Linked DNA regions of Mus musculus: region 1 is linked to region 2. A link is a contact called in public Hi-C data. All regions are on one chromosome and are shown on one strand. The core of a region is the stretch at or near the end of the contact, and the rest is flanking DNA. Distances in the headings are between cores, read along the strand shown. Region 1 overlaps St6galnac3 (ST6 (alpha-N-acetyl-neuraminyl-2,3-beta-galactosyl-1,3)-N-acetylgalactosaminide alpha-2,6-sialyltransferase 3). Region 2 overlaps Pigk (phosphatidylinositol glycan anchor biosynthesis, class K).

Region 1 (3,274 bases), core at 434-2,933, 730 kb before region 2:
TATAATTTGAGATCACATGTATACACTGAAATCATGTAGGAGTAATGGTTAGTTTTTGATGGGGTAGACCAGCAAGACAGAGGCCTGCTGAACTTTCTGTTTTGAAATCAATGTCTACTGGACTTTCTTCTTGCTAAGAGAACTCAGTCTTTGTTCTCTTGGGCTTCAAATTGACTGGATACAGGCAGTCAACAGTATATAGAGTGTGGTCTAATTTACTCAAAGCCTATCAATTTAATACTAATTTTATCTAAAAACCATATGAACAAAAGCTAAAGAACATCCAGAATAGCATTTGGCCAAAACCCTCGCACTGTGATTTACTCAAACTAACCCCTGAGATGAATTGTCACAGCCCACAGTTCTTACATTGAGTCATGGGATTTGAATGTCCATTGCACATTCTCCTTGGTTTATATAAAGTCACAATTTCATTTGTAAATGAGAAAATAGGCTACACTAGACAATTCTCAAGTCACATGTTCAAAGTGTCAGGGGTGAGTTTTGAACCTGCCTCCAGAGCATCAGTTAAGGCTGGGTGGAAGATAGAGAGGTGGGGAGGAGGTAGGAGAGAGCTTACAAAGGCTAGCACCTTAGTCTGAAGTCTGGATGTTTTTTAACTAAGGGTTCAGCTGCCTGTCACTCTTCCCTGTGGGTCTGTCTTACTTGCTTGTGTTGAACTTCTGAGCCCCGTGGATCTTATATGCAGGAGTGCATTTTGTGGTGCCATTAGGAGCTATGGTGAAGACCATAGCTGGGTCAACTATGCAACTCTCCCTCTGTCCTTTCATAGTCCGGCAGAAATCACAGCTACCACGCCATTCCTGCCCTGCTGCTGATGAACTGACCTCCTGTGTCTCTCCCTATAGTTTTCAAAACCAATGGTGCTATTTTTCGTTATTTAAGTTCTGTTTAAAAAGCAGGGTGATTGTTAACTGTGTTCTTTTCCAGGTTGTACCAACGCATTGGCCCCGAATTCCCTGAATTATTTGTCAGATGGGACAGCATTTTAGAGTGAAAATATCAGTTTTCCTAAATTAGAGAGTTGGTAGGAAATGGCAGTCCGGCTTCTTGATTTTAAACTAGGTTGAGATTGATATCCTTTGGCAGGAATCTACTGAGGATCAAAGTGAAGCAGATTCTTAGGTGATAAGCTCTGAGCCAAAGGGCCCTAATGCTTACTATTGAAGGCCTGGTACCTCAGAGGGGCAAGTCTGTGCATCTTTGATATTCCTGGGAGCCAAACGAACACCAGCTGGCTTGACTGCCTTCAGTACCCCACAACTTTCTTGTTTTCCAGCGATTGGACTGTGGCCAATCTGCTGTCCAAACCAGGGTGAACCTTCCAATTCTCCTTTTCATTAAATAAGGTGCTCTGAGCCTGTTGTTGCTCTCCCCGGTTAGAGTCCAGGGATGGAGTCGCCTGACAGTGGCTGCTGTGCTTGTATAAAGTGCTGTGGCCTTTACAGGCAGGCAGACTTCACAGCATCAGTAATATCCACCATCGGATCTGCCTTAGCATATTCCTGCCACTGGGAAGCATTTATTTCTTTCATTCTTTCTTTATTTTTTTGCTTGTAGCATGGAAGAAAGCATCTTAAATTCTGTAGGCTACATAATTGTGCCCACGAGCCTTCTCTTGCAATGTGTCCTGCCCCCATAACCGTTTTTCTCTGTAAGTGAAGTTAACTATGCAGAAAGCCAATTAGGAGAATTCGCTTAGGATTCTTTCCCTAACTGTCTCTTACAGTGCATTTGGCATTACTGCCAGACAAAGATGTTCAAAATATAGCAAAATGGTCTGTATCGGCCCTTCTACTTTCTACCTTCATGTGTTAGTTGCAAATACCAGTTTTCTATATGTAAAGATGGCACCAGGGATTTGTTTGATTTGCCTCCTTAGCAGTGGTGGGAAATATTTGCACACTTTTTATAATAATTAATGATTATCCACAGATATTTGTTTATTTTTGGTAGGTTTGTATAAACAGTATAACGTTTACTGAATAATTCTGCTGTCTATGGCATCCACCATTTTCAGTAGAGAACAGCCAATAAATGAAGCACAAAGAAACTAAGTAGCTCACTGATGTCACAGAGCTGCCTTCTGTTGCTCATTCCAGATAGACCTCCTCTTCACCAGGCTGGCTTTGTTGTTCTCAGATGATCATAATCTTAGCGGCAGCTTCCTGAGTGCCTCTCTGTGCCAAGTGCTCTGCTAAGTGCCTCAAGTGGAATGAAAGTCATAGCCAGCACTTTCTTGCCAGTGGATCAATCTTATTTACAAATGAGTAAGCACAGGGTCAAAAAATTAAGTAACTTACTCAAGGTTGGGTAACAGCATGAGGGTTCTGGGAAGTGTGACTTTTTTTTTTCCATATTTCAAATCTAGTATCTAGTTGAAAATGAAATCTTGAGAAATTGTCTGGCTGACAGAGGCCATCTTTCAGCTACCAGTGATAGGGGAAGATTAACTCCATCTCCAGCACTGCAGACCATGATGGCTTGCATCCTGTTGGCAGTGTCTAATAGACATCCAAGATCCTAGTGCAAAGAAAATGTAGCTGTTAGATTCCCAATCCTCCATATATGATGGGAAAATGTAGCTGTTAGAGTCCCTGCCCTCCAATTCATGATGGGGCAGAAGCTGACAGGGGAAACTTCCTGCCAACCAGTGATTCTCAAATGGCTGGTAATCCTGAGAGAGAAGCTGGCATTTTGAATGAGACCCTTGTGAACCTGACCGTTGAATGTTCCGACTGAGGTGTGCTGTGTGTGTGTGGGGGGGGGGGGAGGCAGGGGATGAACAGCCATACAGCTTCCTCTCTTGAAGGATTACTTGTTCATGAATTCTGGGAAGAAGACTGAAAATGGAGTGGGTTTTTGCCCCCCTGGTGATGAGCTGTTTCTGCTATGGAATATTGATGAGAAATTCATCAGGCAGACAGATGCCCAGAGAGCCATTTCCAGATGTGTTCCTGTTTATAGTCACTCTGTGGACATGCAATCATCCAATGCCTCCCTCATCAAGGCGCTATGTAGTGAGCACGGGAGCTTTTGCCTTTGTTTCTGTCTCTACAACAACCTGTTTGAGTTCCTTTTAAACCATGACAACTATTTCCTACGTTCTCCGCAGTGTCCCACTTGCATGCTGGACTAGGTGGTCGTTCTTCACCTTTCCTGGTGAATCATTCAATCTGTTCACTGCCTGCAGGTAACAATTCTAACATGACAACATTTGAATCTATTAGAATCTTCATGTTTTCTTCCTGTT
Region 2 (2,987 bases), core at 416-2,915:
ATCTTAATTTTCTATTTTATTCTGGTATTAACTTTGTACATTTGCTGAATTCTTTCTCTCTTGAAGATTATTTATGTTGGCTTTCCTGGGATTAGTAATGGCCATTAATCTGGAGTTGGATCAAGGAGATGAGCTAATTTACAAGGGAGAGTTTTCAGTTCAAGAGCGCCCTCTTCTGTAGCTGAAACGAACTGCAGCTTACTTAATAAAGTAGCCGATGTACCGGGGTGGGATTTTTAAATACTCCCTTGCTTTCATAAAGCCCTTCCTTACTCTTTTTGTCCACATCTAACACTTCTGGGCACCGTGTCCCCACCCTCCTCTTCACAACGTCCTCTGTTCTCATAGAATTGTCGCTTTCCTAATCATGGTGCATAAGGTCACCAAGCTCTCTACTCAGCATTTGTAATTCTGAGAAAACTACAGGTGCTCATTCCAACTTACGCATGGCTGGAACCCCAAACACCTCCTTCTTTCCTCTTATGAATAATGTGTGTTCTCCTTCTTAAGGTCATTCTTTTACTTAAGATTTTGAGAGCTCTAAGACACTCACTGGCTCCAGAGGTTATCTCTCCATTTTCTCTTTCCAAGACTGGGCTAAGAAGCTCTACTGACAGCATTTCATGAAGGAACAATTTCTGCACAGGAGGCTGTGCCGTTTTTCCTTGTGTCACTGTGTCTCAGACAATGGCATTTCACAGATACAAGCCGAGTCTCTTCACTGTGGAAGGGTTCTGAATCCAACACAGCAAAGCTACAATCTGTGCTGAAAGTGATTAAAATACTGCCCAACCCCTCTGTGAAGTTGAAAAAGACAGAGCAGGCTCAAGAGAAGCTCACAAAATCAGTTTACAATCCTCCTTTTGTGTCCTTGTTTCTCTATCTTAGATGCCCAGTGGCCTCAGAAACTCTTTACTCTGCTACTGAAGCACTCTTAGAACAAGTCTCTAAAATTATTTACAGTGCCCATACATAAAGCCATCTCTGACTCAAGAGTGTTTCCTCCCACAATGCCATGCTGAAATCAGATTATTCATGTATAAACTGACAGAGCTTATTGGGGCCTAAAGGCCAAAGCATTCTTCTAAGAATTGAAAACAACTGTAAGAACAGAGGTTGTTCTATGGTTGATACTAACAATAAAATCAATAAATAATTCAAAACACATTATCTAAAGTAATCCAAGGACATTAGGAAGAAATTCCAGAAACAGGTCCAAACCCACAATTTGATATAACCCTTTGAACGAGACAGCTTGAAACAATTACTTGAAACTAAAATATATACCAAAGAAGGCAAATTAGCTTATTTATATATAGTAAATTAAATTATATATAATATATTTTGAAGGCACAGAAAAGCTCCCATCCCTTAGCTGTATTTTTAACATGTTCAAGTAGTTATAAGCGGCTAGGAAACACCTTTAACAGTGTTCAACATCCTCAGCCATGAGGGAAATGCAGATTAAGTCCACCTTCAGAATCCACCTCACAACTCTCAGAATGGCCATAGTCATCAGGGGATCAACTAACCAAATGCTGGCACAGATGTGGGGACGAGGAGCGCGCTGGTGGGAGTGGGAGCTACAGGAACAGACATGTGGCATGTCAGGTGCTGGCTGTCCCGCTCAAGGGCACACCTGAAGGTCTCCATGTCCTGCTATAAGACACTTGCCATCTCCCTCTACTGCCCACAGGAAAAGGTGGCAGCGGGCTGAGGTGAGCAGGCAGTGGGTGAGAGCATTAAGTGGTCTTGCAGAGGGATGGAGTTCAGTCCCAGCATCCAGCCAAGCAGCTTACAAGGACCTGTAACTCCAGCTCCTGGAAACCTGATACCCTTTTCTGGACTCTGTGGATACATACATGATCACAAGCAAAACACACACACACACATACACACACACACACACACACATTACAGACACACAGACACACACATACACACACACACACACACATTACAGATACACAGACACACACATACAGACACACACACACATAGACACACACACAGACACACACACACATTAAACCTTAGAAAGAGGGAATGGGTTATTACTCCTGTAAGGAAGAAGGAAACCATGAACTTGGTCCCAGCAATGGAGTGAGCTCACTCAGGTCTAGAAAGACAAAGTCTGCATGATCCCTCTCGCATGGTGACTGTAGCTTCAAGTCTTCCTTTGTGAGCTAACTGTGAGCACAGTGGAAACCAGGAAACCAGGAAGGAGCTCTCAGGAGGGGGACTGAACCTAAGACCATAAGGGAGAGGATGTGGTAGTTCTGTGCCATTGATTCCGCACCACCTCACCTCCGACTCCCAAGGGCAAGTGGGGTCGGGCAGTGGGCGGTCCACGGCACAGGTGGCAGGTTCCTGCAAATGTTTTCCGCTCACAAGCATGCCAGCAGCAGGATGAGGGACTCAGAACCCCATGGAGGCACACTTGGATACAGTGCATTTGGGCACTGCATGAGTCGGACCAACAAGGCAATGGCGGTCCTTGAGCTCAGCGTCTGACGTCAGGAGAAGCCTTCACTGATCCTCTCTTAGAGACAGAGGCTGAGCTGCATGTCAACTGACACTTAATACCAGCTGCTACCATGACAAAGTCCTGGAGGAAGCCACGCTCCTTCCATCGAATGGGGGCAGGGCAGAAAAGCCTGTCGTGTTTCCATGGAGACCCACTTTCTTGGCAGTTCAACTATGTAAGACACACATTTTTACCACGTGTCAACTTTCGACAAGCCAGTGTCAGGTCAGCCGACCCCTCCCTTCCACACTGAGTAATGCTGCCGTTCCACCTCACCACAGGAACGCAATGCTCTGGGGACAGGGAGGTACTGAGCTCCTTCACAGTACCACAGAGCCCTCTCACTGGGTTTCCTTCTGAGGAAACTGGAAGCGTGATGACAAAGCCAGGAGAGCCAGCTGTGTTTTCACGCCTGAGGTAACTCGCTGGTGGCTTTCATGTAGTCATTATGACCAAAAGT

The links. Hi-C and Micro-C count contacts between places; a contact is called where the count stands out from the background.
Region 1: a contact with region 2 is called in a Hi-C map of the N1E-115 cell line, with 4 times the contacts expected there. The contact joins two enhancer-like sites. A contact is called at or near these places in 2 of 15 datasets of contacts at CTCF or cohesin (the NIH/3T3 cell line and pro-B cells), 15 of 484 Hi-C or Micro-C datasets (the C2C12 cell line, CD8 T cells, the G1E-ER4 cell line and 10 more), 4 of 115 datasets of contacts at active chromatin or transcription factors (T-cell acute lymphoblastic leukemia, bone marrow-derived dendritic cells, embryonic basal ganglia and 1 more) and 1 of 9 other capture datasets (embryonic stem cells).

What each region holds. Positions count from the first base shown.
Region 1 is chr3:153,492,125-153,495,398 of GRCm38.p6, reverse strand. The region is part of intron 2 of St6galnac3 (ST6 (alpha-N-acetyl-neuraminyl-2,3-beta-galactosyl-1,3)-N-acetylgalactosaminide alpha-2,6-sialyltransferase 3); the gene reads left to right. Among named protein-coding and RNA genes, the nearest start is that of Gm46831, 16 kb to the left of the region's middle. Within about 2 kb of position 1,683, at least 15 of the 459 cell types and tissues checked have an H3K27ac peak or open chromatin away from gene starts, as enhancers often do. A contact at or near this core is called in the N1E-115 cell line, where this site is marked.
Region 2 is chr3:152,758,504-152,761,490 of GRCm38.p6, reverse strand. The region is part of intron 9 of Pigk (phosphatidylinositol glycan anchor biosynthesis, class K); the gene reads right to left. Among named protein-coding and RNA genes, the nearest start is that of Gm40181, 3.9 kb to the right of the region's middle. Within about 2 kb of position 1,665, at least 11 of the 459 cell types and tissues checked have an H3K27ac peak or open chromatin away from gene starts, as enhancers often do. A contact at or near this core is called in the N1E-115 cell line, where this site is marked.